Linked DNA regions of Mus musculus: region 2 is linked to region 1. A link is a contact called in public HiChIP or PLAC-seq data. All regions are on one chromosome and are shown on one strand. The core of a region is the stretch at or near the end of the contact, and the rest is flanking DNA. Distances in the headings are between cores, read along the strand shown. Region 1 has its middle 22 kb from the start of Gm32137. Region 2 overlaps Gm13986 (predicted gene 13986).

Region 1 (5,773 bases), core at 1,460-3,959:
TCCATGGACCAACGTGTGTACTGTGTTGCAGATAACACAGATAACACAAAACTTATTTATCTAATTACCCCCTCCAAAAATAAAGACCATGGGTCTTACAGGATATAGGCTCGGCATCAATTGGGAAAGGGTAACTCAGTCTCCATTCAGAATATTAACCTCTGTACTACATTTCACATTTAAAAAAAAAGAAAGTAGAAAATTCTGACTAGTCCCAGAAAGTCATTACCTCTGAACTTCAAAGAGAATTAAGAAAATGGTAATTGGTCTCAGCATCCAGGAGTTGACACTAACAAATAGTAAAAAAAAAAAAAAAAAAAAAAAAAAAAAGTCAGGTTTTTATTTCATACATTTTAATTAAAATATAATTACATCATTTGCCCTCTGTTTTCAGTGAATATCCCTCATAAGTCTTGGACATTTGAATACTTATCCTCTGTTGGTGGCTGTTTTTGAGAGATTAGGATATGTGGCCTTGTTGGAGGATGTGTGTCACCTGGGTCAATTTGAGGTTTCAGAAGGCCCCCAGAGTCCGCAGAGAGATCCCTGTGCATCCTGCCTGCAGGTTTGAGGTGTAAGCTCTCAGTGGTTCCTGCCTTCATGCCTTGATTTCACCATCATGGAATCTATCTAGCCCTCTGGAACTGTAAGCCACAATAAACCCTTCCTTTCATAAGTTGACTTCGTTATGCTATTTTAATACAGCAATAGAAAACTGGTGTGTGTGTGTGGAGGGGTGTTCACAAATATGTAAATACAAGATGCTAAGTTTATTTTTGTTGCTTGAGAATGGTTTCAGGGTTGAATACTGTGTGTTGGATAACCAATTATGGGTCTTGCCCATTAGAGAGGCTAATTCTCCCTCTCTGCAGATAAATTGATGGAAAAAGTATGTTGAATAAGGTTACCCAGACTCAGAAAGACAAACACCACATGTTGTTCTCTTCTGTGATTCCTAGCTCCAGATCTTCAGGTGTGAGTATATAACGTGCAATAATTGCAGAAACCAAGAAACTATGAGTGAGTAGGTGACATGGGGAAGGGAATAGCAGAATACATGTGATACGAAGAAGGAAAGGGAAAATGGAGAGGTGGTTTAATAGGAGAGAGGGGAGGAAAGACAATACAGAGGAAGGAAGGAGAGACACATTGACGCCAAGGTTGCTTGATAAAGCCTGGGGGATGATATTATTTTACAATTATCTAAAATTATATATAACACACACACACACACACACACACACACATATATATATATATATATATATATATATATATATAATGCATACATAAATTGTTGCTAGGGGTGGTTCAAGTGACTTCCAAGACAATATAGGCCATTAGTTTTGCCCTTGGTTGCCTCTCAGAGATGAAGGTAAATCCTTATCTCTGAAGACACTGTACATGTAGGACATGGATGATTTAAGCTGGAGCTAACCTGAAATCCTTCTTTCTGAAGTCTAGCTTCCATAGTACTAGAATGAACGTATTATGCAAGTTGCCAAGGGAATGAAGCAATGAAAAGTCCTCTCTGGCTGTGACACCTATGAACCATAGTGCTGAGCTGCAGAGCAAGATATCAATAAAGGAGCAATAATAGCACTTACGTTGGCAGCCCGCAGCTGTCTAAGTGAATTTAAAGCCCACTCAACAGGAGAGATGTCAGGCTTGGTACCTGAAACTGAGCCAACTACTGGGTTTAGTGAAGCCATGAATCTTAGGAAAAATCTCCTATAATCATTTTACTATTAGCCTAATTCCTTACTACGTCTTGGATCATCTCCTTATTCCCACAAATAAGTGCAACTCTTATCCCTTCATTTTTGTCTTTACAGCAAATAGAGATCATTACAGAAAACCAACTGGCCACACTGTAGTGATCAATGGGTGGTGTGGAGTCCAGCCCCAAAAGGTATATCTTCAGCACGACTCCTGCATTGAAGGTTCAGAGAACATCAGGAAAAGAGTTGGGCAGAAAGACTGCAAGACCCAGGAAGCTAGAAAGTCTACCTTAACAATGTGTGTCCTAGAAACAGCTGCCTAAACAAGACCAGGACAATAACAATATCAACAGGCATGCTAACATGGAGTCTCACCCCCTAGACAAAGAACTGAAAGATGGTTTTGAAAATGAGCCAGAGATAATAAGAGGTGCAGACTCATCCCTACTTGATTGACATTTGAGCTCTTGGCCATACCCTAGATTTGACAGTTGGTAGTTTTGTACATAATAGAAAACTCAAGGCTCCGGAATTTCCATGTGTTTCCTGTGACTGATTTTCACACAGATGCCTTTGTCGAGCACAGAGGCTAAGATCCCTGAAGCTAGTTAGGGATCTCTGCAGCCAGGTCATTGAGGAAATGCCAGGTTACCCACAAGCATTTCAGGAGTCCTGGAAATTCTCTAATGAACAAACCCACACCCACAGAGCACTATTTTAATAGGGCCAGATTGCCCCATAAGGTATGTAGAACTTAGTTCCATTGGGTCCTCATGTTTGCTGGCTAGCCACTGGAGGAAACAGTTTGTGGACACTTCTTGGTATTCAACCACTATGTCCAAGGAAGACCTGTGCTTGCCCAGTGCTTTCCCCATCCTCTAGGACCCCCAGAAACTTGTTAGCTGCATCCAAGCCCACATTAGGGCAGCAAAGTGAACAAGAATCACTCAGATCCTCTAACCACAAGTTGTGAAGTCCCCACTCTGAGCCAAAGTGCATAGCTGGGCTGAGTTGTGGGCAGGGGAGGGGAGTAGAGGACAGGCTTCCTCCGCTGTTGGTTTTACCTCTAACCACAAGGAAATTTTCCACCATCTTTATTATTTCTGGCATGAAGCCATACCATAGGAAAGGGGAATTTTGGTTAAGAAAAGAGATATGGATTCTGGTGAGTGAGTAAGGGACACGGAGTGAAGAAAGGGGTGAGCCAGAAAACAAGAAGAGAGAACCAAAACCAGGCAGAGGAATGTGGTAAGTGATCAGAGGCAGGGTGCAATAACTGGGTAAGTATCTGAATAGCCAGGTTATATGATGGAGTTAGGTTTCTAGATTCAATTATTAAATCAGGTTAAGTCAGTACATACTGACTTATCTATACTATGATATTCCTACATCAGTTTTATGTCTGGTTCTATGTCAATCAAAATAACTCTAATATCCATGAGCAGCTTATCTGGGGACCTCACAGTCTGGCTCATTATTAAATAAAATGTGAAGGCTTTTTCCAAGTAAGTCCATGATGTAATTCTCTTCTCTACACCTCTCCCTCAAAACCCAAATAACACACTTACAGAAGTACATTGGCTTAAAAGGCACCCAGACCAACTGTGGATTATACTCATGCCTTATTAAATGATGTAACTTCTCAGCTTTCTCTTCCATTCCAGAAGTCAAGCAGAATGAAGATTGATTGGTTAAAGAGGTAAGTTGGGATTCTGTCAGATTTTATTCTTCTAGAGTTACTGGCACTTGGTACTGAGATGATGGAACAGTTGGAAGCCATTCATGAACACTTCCAGAGTGATTGAGAGTTGCTGTTGTGACTTGAGACCTGTATCATCCAGAGTTTACCTTCGAAGATGTTCTCAGCACAACTATTGCTGTTGGCTAGACTTGGAAGATCCAGTAGGACACTTTCCTCCAAACCATTATAGACACAGGCATAGCAGAAGTAATGTCATCCAAGGACCACAAGCAGTCTAGCTCAGAGCAAATATAATCTACAATCTGAGATGCTCTGTGTCTTAGCAAAGAAAAATAGGAGCAAAGATGGAGAAAGACATAGGTATCCAAGGAGAGGAGAGTCAGTAGAGCAAGTACCTCCAGAAGGAGGATGGGAATGCAGGACACACATGCAATCACAGGAAAAAGAGAATAACATGTAGGCAGAGATGATGAAGGTATGAGGAATCAGGAAACTCCCCTTCCTGCCTTTGATGAATTTTGCAATCCTGAGCCAACTGATCCTGAGAAGTTGCATGCATTTTGTTCCCAGCATCCATGTGAATGGCTCACAACCACCTGTCACTCCGGCTCCAGGGTATTTGATTCTGACTTTTGTGAGCACTGACATGCATGCGTGTGCGCTCACACACATGCACACACACACACAAATAAAAATAAAATAGTATTAAAAGTTAACATTTAATTCCACTTCCACGTGGTAGAGCTACAATCAAGCTTGAAGAATTCTGATCATTTATATCAGCAAAAGGCACCAGTGTTGGCTCAGTGCGCCAGGGGAATGTTTTAAGCATAATTGGAATCTGTCACCTTTTAACTTGGGTCAGTGGACATATTCGCCTCATTGACAGTCTGTTTAATCATTTATTCTGTTTGTTTGGATGTCAGAGTGTTCTCTGGTGGAGGCTAGCTCAAAATTGAAAATGAGATAGAAAATGGTTTAGAAACCACAAAAAGTTTTACTTGAAACTCACAAGCCATGAATCAGTGGTGAAGCATCTTTCTGCAATAATCAATGTTTGCAGATTCTGTCCTCTGTCCTCTGCTGGGTACTCATGCACCTTCCTTTGAGAGTTCGCTCTTCCTGTCCCCTCCCCAAACACTATGAGTTCAGGAAGTCTCTCTCACAGAAGGAAAATATCAGAATGAAAGAAGGTCTGCTTCCACGCACATCTGGCATGATCACAAGTGAACCTCAGCACCTAGCAGAGTAACTCATAGCTTGTACTTGCAGACAGACAGACAGACAGACAGACAGACAGACAGACAGAGAAGGAAGGAAGGAAGGAAGGAAGAGTGGATGGAAGGAAGGAAGGAAGGAAGGAAGGAAGGAAGGAAGGAAGGAAGAAGGGAGAGAGAGAGAGGAAGGGAGGGAGGGAATGAAGGAGGGAGGAGGAAGGAAGGAGGAAGGGGGAGAGAGTGTGTAGAAAGAAAGTAGGAAAGGCATCCCTCTAAGGATTCATCACCAAGTTTGTGCAGTGAACCTCTCTACCCTTGGACTCAGAATGTATCCCTTTTAAGTTCCTCATACTATTTTATAAGAACACAATGGGATTTTATTCTTCCATAAAGAACAAAAGTATATAATTTACATAGAAAATGGACGGACCTGAAGATCACTACAGTAAGCAAATTAAGTTTGACTCAGAAAGACAGATGTGTATCCATTCTCTCATACGAGAACTTGGATTATAACACTTACACCTAACATGAGAGTAGAAGGGGTGACGAGAGGAGGGAAGGGAGAGGGAGGGAGGGGCAAAAGTGGGAAAAGATGATGAGGTGAATACGGCCAAATAGGAGATATGTGTTGCTGAAAATGTCATTAGAAAATCCATCACACTGGACAGCAGACACCTATGAAAATTTTAACAACTAAAAGGGTGTGGGAAAGAACCCAAAGTTTGGAACTTCCACATTGCCTGTCATCTCCTTCCTGAGTCCTTTATTGCTTCCTACCAGCTTGCCTTCAATATATCTGTGTGTCTCAAAGCCATGACATGCATGTCAAGTGACTGATAGGATAAAGTTTCTCCTTGTGGGTCTCCATGTTCTCCTATTAGACACACAGAACATTGGTAACCACCTAAACTACTGAGAACCACCTAAACTCTGATACACAGAACACTAGTAACCACCTAAACTACTGAGAACCACCTACACTACTGATACACAGAACACTGGTAACCACCTACACTACTGAGAACCACCTAAACTACTAATACACAGAACACTGGTAACCACCTACACTACTGAGATTACGATCAAGCTCCAAATCCTAGAGCACAACTGCATTGTTTATGCTTAGACCG
Region 2 (5,773 bases), core at 1,262-3,761, 540 kb before region 1:
TTTAGGTCTTTGGGGTGTATCATGGGTATCCTATACTTTATGGATAATATCCCCTTACCAGTGAGTACATACCATACATGTCCTTTTAGGTCTGAATTACCTCACTCAGGATGATATTTTCTAGTTCCATCCATTTGCCTGTAAAATTTGTGATCTTGTTGTTATTAATAGCTTGAATAGTAGTCCATTGTGTAAATGAACCACATTTTCTGGACCCATTTTTTTGATTGAAGGACATCTGAGTTGTTTCCAGTCTCTGCTTATGAACATAGCTGAGCATATGTCCTTTGGTATGGTGGAACATCTATTGGTACATGCCCAGGAGTGATATAGCTGGGTCTTCAGGTAGAACTTTTACTGGTTTTCTGAGAAACAGCCAGATTGATTTCCAGAGTGGTTGTACCAGTTTGCAATCCCACCAGCAATGGAGGAGTGTTCCCCTTTCTCCACATCCTTGCCAGCATGTTCTGTCTCTTTAGTTTTTTTTTTTATCTTAGCCATTCTGATAGGTGTAGGGTGGAATCTCAGGGTTGTTTTGATTTGCATTTTCCTGATGAAAATGATGCTGAACATTTCAAGTGTTTCTCAGACATTTAAGATTCATCTGCTGAGAATTCTCTGTTTAGCACTGTACCCCATTTTTAGTTGGGTTATTTGGGTTTTTTTTTTTGAGTCTAACTTCTTGAGTTCTTTATATATTTTGGATATTAGCAATTTGTAATATGTACAGTTAGTTAAGATCTTTTCCCAATATGTAGGCTGCAGATTTTTCCTATTGACAGTATCCTTTGCCTTACAGAAGTTTTGTAGTTTCATGAGGTCACATTTATCAATTGTTGATCTTAGAGCTTGAGCCATTGGTGTTCTGTTCAGGAAATTGTCTCCTCTGCCAATGTGTTCAAGGCTATTTTCCACTTTCTCTTCTATTAGATTTAGTATATCTGCTTTTAGCTTCTTTAGTTTATCTATGATCCCGAGGCCTGACTTTATACCATCATCATTGTCGTCGTAGTCATCATCATTATCATCATCCCAGCCTAGGTTTGTTATCTTGTTCTCAAAGATACTATCTTTAAAGCTCAATTAGTCCCCAGCTTCAGCCCCTCAGGATTCTTTGAAACTTTTTAAAGTCTGCTGCATCTTCCTCATCCTTTATATAGGAATTTATACATATGCATATATGGGTATATTAACTGTGTGATGTGTAATGAATGTGCAGTCTTAAAGTTAGTATTAGTAATTAAGATTGGAATAAAAGAACCTAGGTTTGTCTTGGTTGGTTATCAAAGAAAGTAGCATGATTTGGGAAATTGCTGCCAAGGAAACCATCCTATTTTGTGAATTTGCTGTTACTAAAAATGCTAACATTGTAGAAAAACAAAAGTATTTATGTGTTTCTACCATTGTGTAATGAAGCAGATTACTAAGTTTTTTCTTCTTTGCCCATCAAAGCAGCATTAGAATAAGAATCTGTCAAATCTGTGTTGGGGATGTTAGATCAGAACAGGCTTCTTATTAGTCTTTGGGGCAACTGTGATGTTGGGAGCCACATGTCCATCCTAAATAGGCACAATCTATCTTTAGGGTAACTTCTCACTGTCTTCTCCCCTTTTATATTGGGAGCCCTACAGATCACTCTCATGTAACATGTAGCATTTTGGTCTCCAACTACATGTTGGATGCAGTGTTAGGTTGTGGGTAGGCATCCAAAGATATACAGGCCTAAACAATTGTGCCATCAAGGAGTTGAAAATCTAGCCAGGGAGATAACATTAATTATTTAGTGTAACCATGTACACTGCTTTTGTAATAGTACCACTTAGAAATTGCAATTAGGTGCATTATAAGACAATTTAGAAAACACTCAGCAACTAATGACCCTAGGTAGTCATTCTCCAAATAGCCATGTAGACATCACCCTTTAATTACAGTGCTGTGAGTCTTTACTGGCAAAGTCATGAGATGATACACTGGCAGTCTACCTGAGCTATTAGCTAGAAACGTTTTTCCTGAGGACACAGACTTTAGAATACAACTTGCAGAATAAAGAAAAGTTGGCTGCAGGAAAAGGAGGGCAAGATGAGGACTACAGCCATCCTGGCAGAGGCAACAGAATGAGCAAAGGTCCTGGAGGTCTTTGAGACCAAGTTGCAGTGGAGATTTGTAAGCTCTTTCAAAGGTCCTCTAAATTCTCTGCTCAGTCTTTTCAATCAAAGAGGGTTCATTGTGTTTTCAGCTCCCCTGCACACTTATATTTCTAGCTCCCCCACCCCCCTTTTCTGTCTCCTCTGTTCTTACTTCTATGTCCACACTGGTCAGCTGCCACATAAAGTCTATGTGTTTACCAGCTTTTTCTCTGACCCTGCTCAGCAGAGTTCTAGTAGAAGTTGTATGTGTCTAGACAAAAGATTGGACAGTCTTTGTGAAGGTAAATGTTTCAGGTCTGACTCAAACGGACGGAGAGCCAAGAAGGGGATGATAAGGCTGATGGGAACGATCTCCTTAATGAATAGCAATAAAACACAACCCAATGGTGAAGGCGAGTAATAGCCTTGGCGTTTCCTGTGGCTGAGGCCCCAGACAGGCTCACGGCAGCTTCTGGGGCTAAGATGCTGGGAGGTTATTTCATTTCCTCTTGCCTTAGTGTTTAACACTTGCCTTTCTCTCCTCTAATCTCTCTTCCCAATGCCTCAGGCTCTGAGCAGTGACTATTTAGTTTTCCAGTGGAAATATTGTCTGTTTTAAGTAGGATAAAATGTCCAGGTTATATAGTACCTAGGTGTGAAGATTATTAAATAAAGGTATCTTTTCTGTTATCTTAAAAAAAAACCCACCTCTTTGAACTAGGTGTGTTTATTTATAAGATGGCTGGAAAGCAGAATCTATGATGGAATTAAAGGCTGGTCAAGTATCAGGTTACAAATTATGTGGGAAGGTGGACATTGAGAGAAAACCTCTCCACTCCCCGAGTCATCTCCAGGTGGTGTGTTATCCATGGTGGAGGAGTTTACAACTTAGGTGTGTATAGGACACCTCCTCCTAAGGGCACAATGTAGGAATAATCTTCCCAGAAATTGGGGATAGAAGTAAGCTTTAAGATAGCAGCCAAGAAACGTATTTGGATTTGTTTGTTTGTGTGTGTGTGCATGTGTGTGTACATGTGTGTGTGTATGTATTGGCTAGTTTTGTGTCAACTTGACACAGCTGGAGTTATCACAGAGAAAGGAGCTTCAGTTGAGGAAATGCCTCCATGAGATCCAACTGTAAGGCATTTTCTCAATTAGTGATCAAGGGGGAAAGGCCCCTTGTGGGTGGGACCATCTCTGGGCTGGTAGTCTTGGTTTTATAAGAGAGCAGACTGAGCAAGGCAGGGGAAGCAAGCCAGTAAAGAACATCCCTCCATGGCTTCTGCATCAGCTCCTGCTTTCTGACCTGCTTGAGTTCCAGTCCTGACTTCCTTTGATGATGAACAGCAGTATGGAGGTGTAAGCGGAATAAACCCTTTCCTCCCCAACTTGCTTCTTGGTTATGATGTTTGTGCAGGAATAGAAACCATGACTAAGACAGTGTATAAGATACGTTGTTTGCTTTTACTGAGTATTCAAGAGGGCATCTTGGGTACCACACAGCAGCTCCTCATTGCCATCCATCACCTGGGAAGCTAAAAGATGCTCTTGGAATCTAGTTCTGTTTTCAGAGTGTGTGGCTATAGATGCTTTAGAGAGAACATTAGAGTATAGAATGGGGGGTGGGGTGACTCTGAGAGGCTGGATTCCACAGGCTGGGAGTTAGTGCGACTATCTTACAGCACCTCACCTGTGACTGAGACATTTCTGAATATTAAAAGATGAGCTGAAGTTGATCAATTAAGACAATAACATCTCATGCATGTGAGTTTGATATCGTGTCTTTCTTTTTCCCTTTCTCTTTTCTTCACTTGCTGTTTAGAAACATTGAAGTGGAACAAAGTGGATTCTGTAGTTAGACTAGGTTCCATATTTGAGCTCATCCATTTGTAGTCTGAAGTTCAGTTTTCCTATTGATTAAATGCAGCTAGAAACATTTAGACTGTAGATGTTTCCTGAGGCTTACCCACCGAGTAACTGTCCTGGCTACTCTGTCAGCCAGCATTGAGGCTCTGGCAAGCACACAGTTGAACATGGTGCATATGGAACCTCTTAAGATGTGACTATTCGATTTTATGATCATTGATTTGTCTTAATTTGTTTCCAGAGTAGATGGCAAACTCCAGAAATTCCACTCCATCATATTCTGGGTCAAACATGGTATTTGGAATATGAGAGCTACAAACAAACTCCTGCTTAATACAGACTATTTCTCAAGCAAATTAGTAAAAAATAAATGTATTGATATTAAAGCAGAAATCCAGAAGTGTTAAGGATGTTTCAAGAAAATTTACTTGGTGTAGTCAAAACCACAAGGGGCTTAGGGTGGGTGGCAGCCTAGGGATCGCACTGGCCATGGTGGGCTGCCCAACCCAAATGCTTGTGGGTAGGGTACTGTGTAGGGACATGAAGGGTCTAGTACAAATCTAGTCTTCCTTTGAAATGTTTCAGATCGATGGCTCCTGGGCTTCTCTTGGGTTGTGGCTAAGGAAGCCAGAACATTCAAAATGACACGGGAGAAGGAACTCCTTTCAAGTGCTAACCCTCCTAGGTTACCTGTGTCTACTTGCCTGATGCATGCAACTGGAGATCAAGCTTTGGGGTGGCCTTCTTTAGGATTCCAAGGGCATCCTTTCTATTCCCAGGCAATGTGGTTAAGCCAGGGGCTCATTTTGTGCACTGCAGTTGCCTTCCTAGATACCGTATGAGGACAAAAAGACGCCAGTGTTCCTGAACTGGTGTTTCCCAGATTTGGAGGGAAGCTGTGGTGAACTGCTGCAGGCACTCTCCATTGCCTGAGATCCAGCTTACCTGGGAAGCTTGAGTTCTTGAGCCTGTCTCTGATTCCAGGCAGGCAACTCATAGCTCTGCAGGAAATATGCTGCAGATCCTGGTGCCTGATAATCAGCATGAAAAGAGAAGGCTCAGCTTTTTATTATGAACCTAATAATGTATATGGTTTTTTATTTTTTTAAATTAATTTATTTTTTTACATTCCATATTCCATTCCCTGCACCCCCTTCCACCCTTCTACTGCTCCACATCCTATACCTCCTCCTTACCCCCTGTCTCCATGTGGATGCCCCCAAATAAACAAGACTTATAGTGCTAATATGTGTCTCTTTGGTTGGGAACATCCTTTGGCTAAAATCAGAAACGGGATACGATTCTGTGGCACTGTTGGTTTAGCAGAGGGTCTTAACAGGTGGGAGCTGAGGGGATACTCCTGTGTTTCTGAAAAGGCCCTGAAAAGTCTAAATAGTAATTACACAACCAAAGTTGGAGGACCAACGTCAGTGGAGCAGAACACGAGGACCCACTTCCCCATTAACCAGGCATTGGATTCGCCGTCTTTGTCAAACGTTAAGGCGTTATTGTAAGTCATGATGACACATTTGGGAGGCTTTCTAAGTTGCTTAAACGTGGCTGAGGGTTTGACTAACCACAGGAAAGTTGGGGTGAGATCAATCCCTCCCCTCCCATGTTTCTCCTTCAACGATTCAGGGTGGTCCTGAGCTTAGATCCAGAGAGTCAGATCTATGCAGGTTCCCTGTTGCCAAGTGACAAGAATCATTTAGTGCCAGTCATGAGCAGTAACCAGAGTGAAAAAAGCAGAAAAATGTGGCCCCAGGAATGGAGGCAGCCTT

The links. HiChIP or PLAC-seq counts read pairs in DNA pulled down with a chosen protein or histone mark.
Region 2: a contact with region 1 is called in an H3K27ac HiChIP or PLAC-seq map of embryonic fibroblasts, with 8 times the contacts expected there. The contact joins two enhancer-like sites.

Annotation. Positions count from the first base shown.
Region 1 is chr2:117,458,712-117,464,484 of GRCm38.p6, reverse strand. No RefSeq gene overlaps it. Among named protein-coding and RNA genes, the nearest start is that of Gm32137, 22 kb to the right of the region's middle. Within about 2 kb of position 2,709, at least 22 of the 459 cell types and tissues checked have an H3K27ac peak or open chromatin away from gene starts, as enhancers often do. A contact at or near this core is called in embryonic fibroblasts, where this site is marked.
Region 2 is chr2:117,996,594-118,002,366 of GRCm38.p6, reverse strand. The region is part of intron 8 of Gm13986 (predicted gene 13986); the gene reads left to right. Among named protein-coding and RNA genes, the nearest start is that of Gm25308, 78 kb to the left of the region's middle. Within about 2 kb of position 2,511, at least 26 of the 459 cell types and tissues checked have an H3K27ac peak or open chromatin away from gene starts, as enhancers often do. A contact at or near this core is called in embryonic fibroblasts, where this site is marked.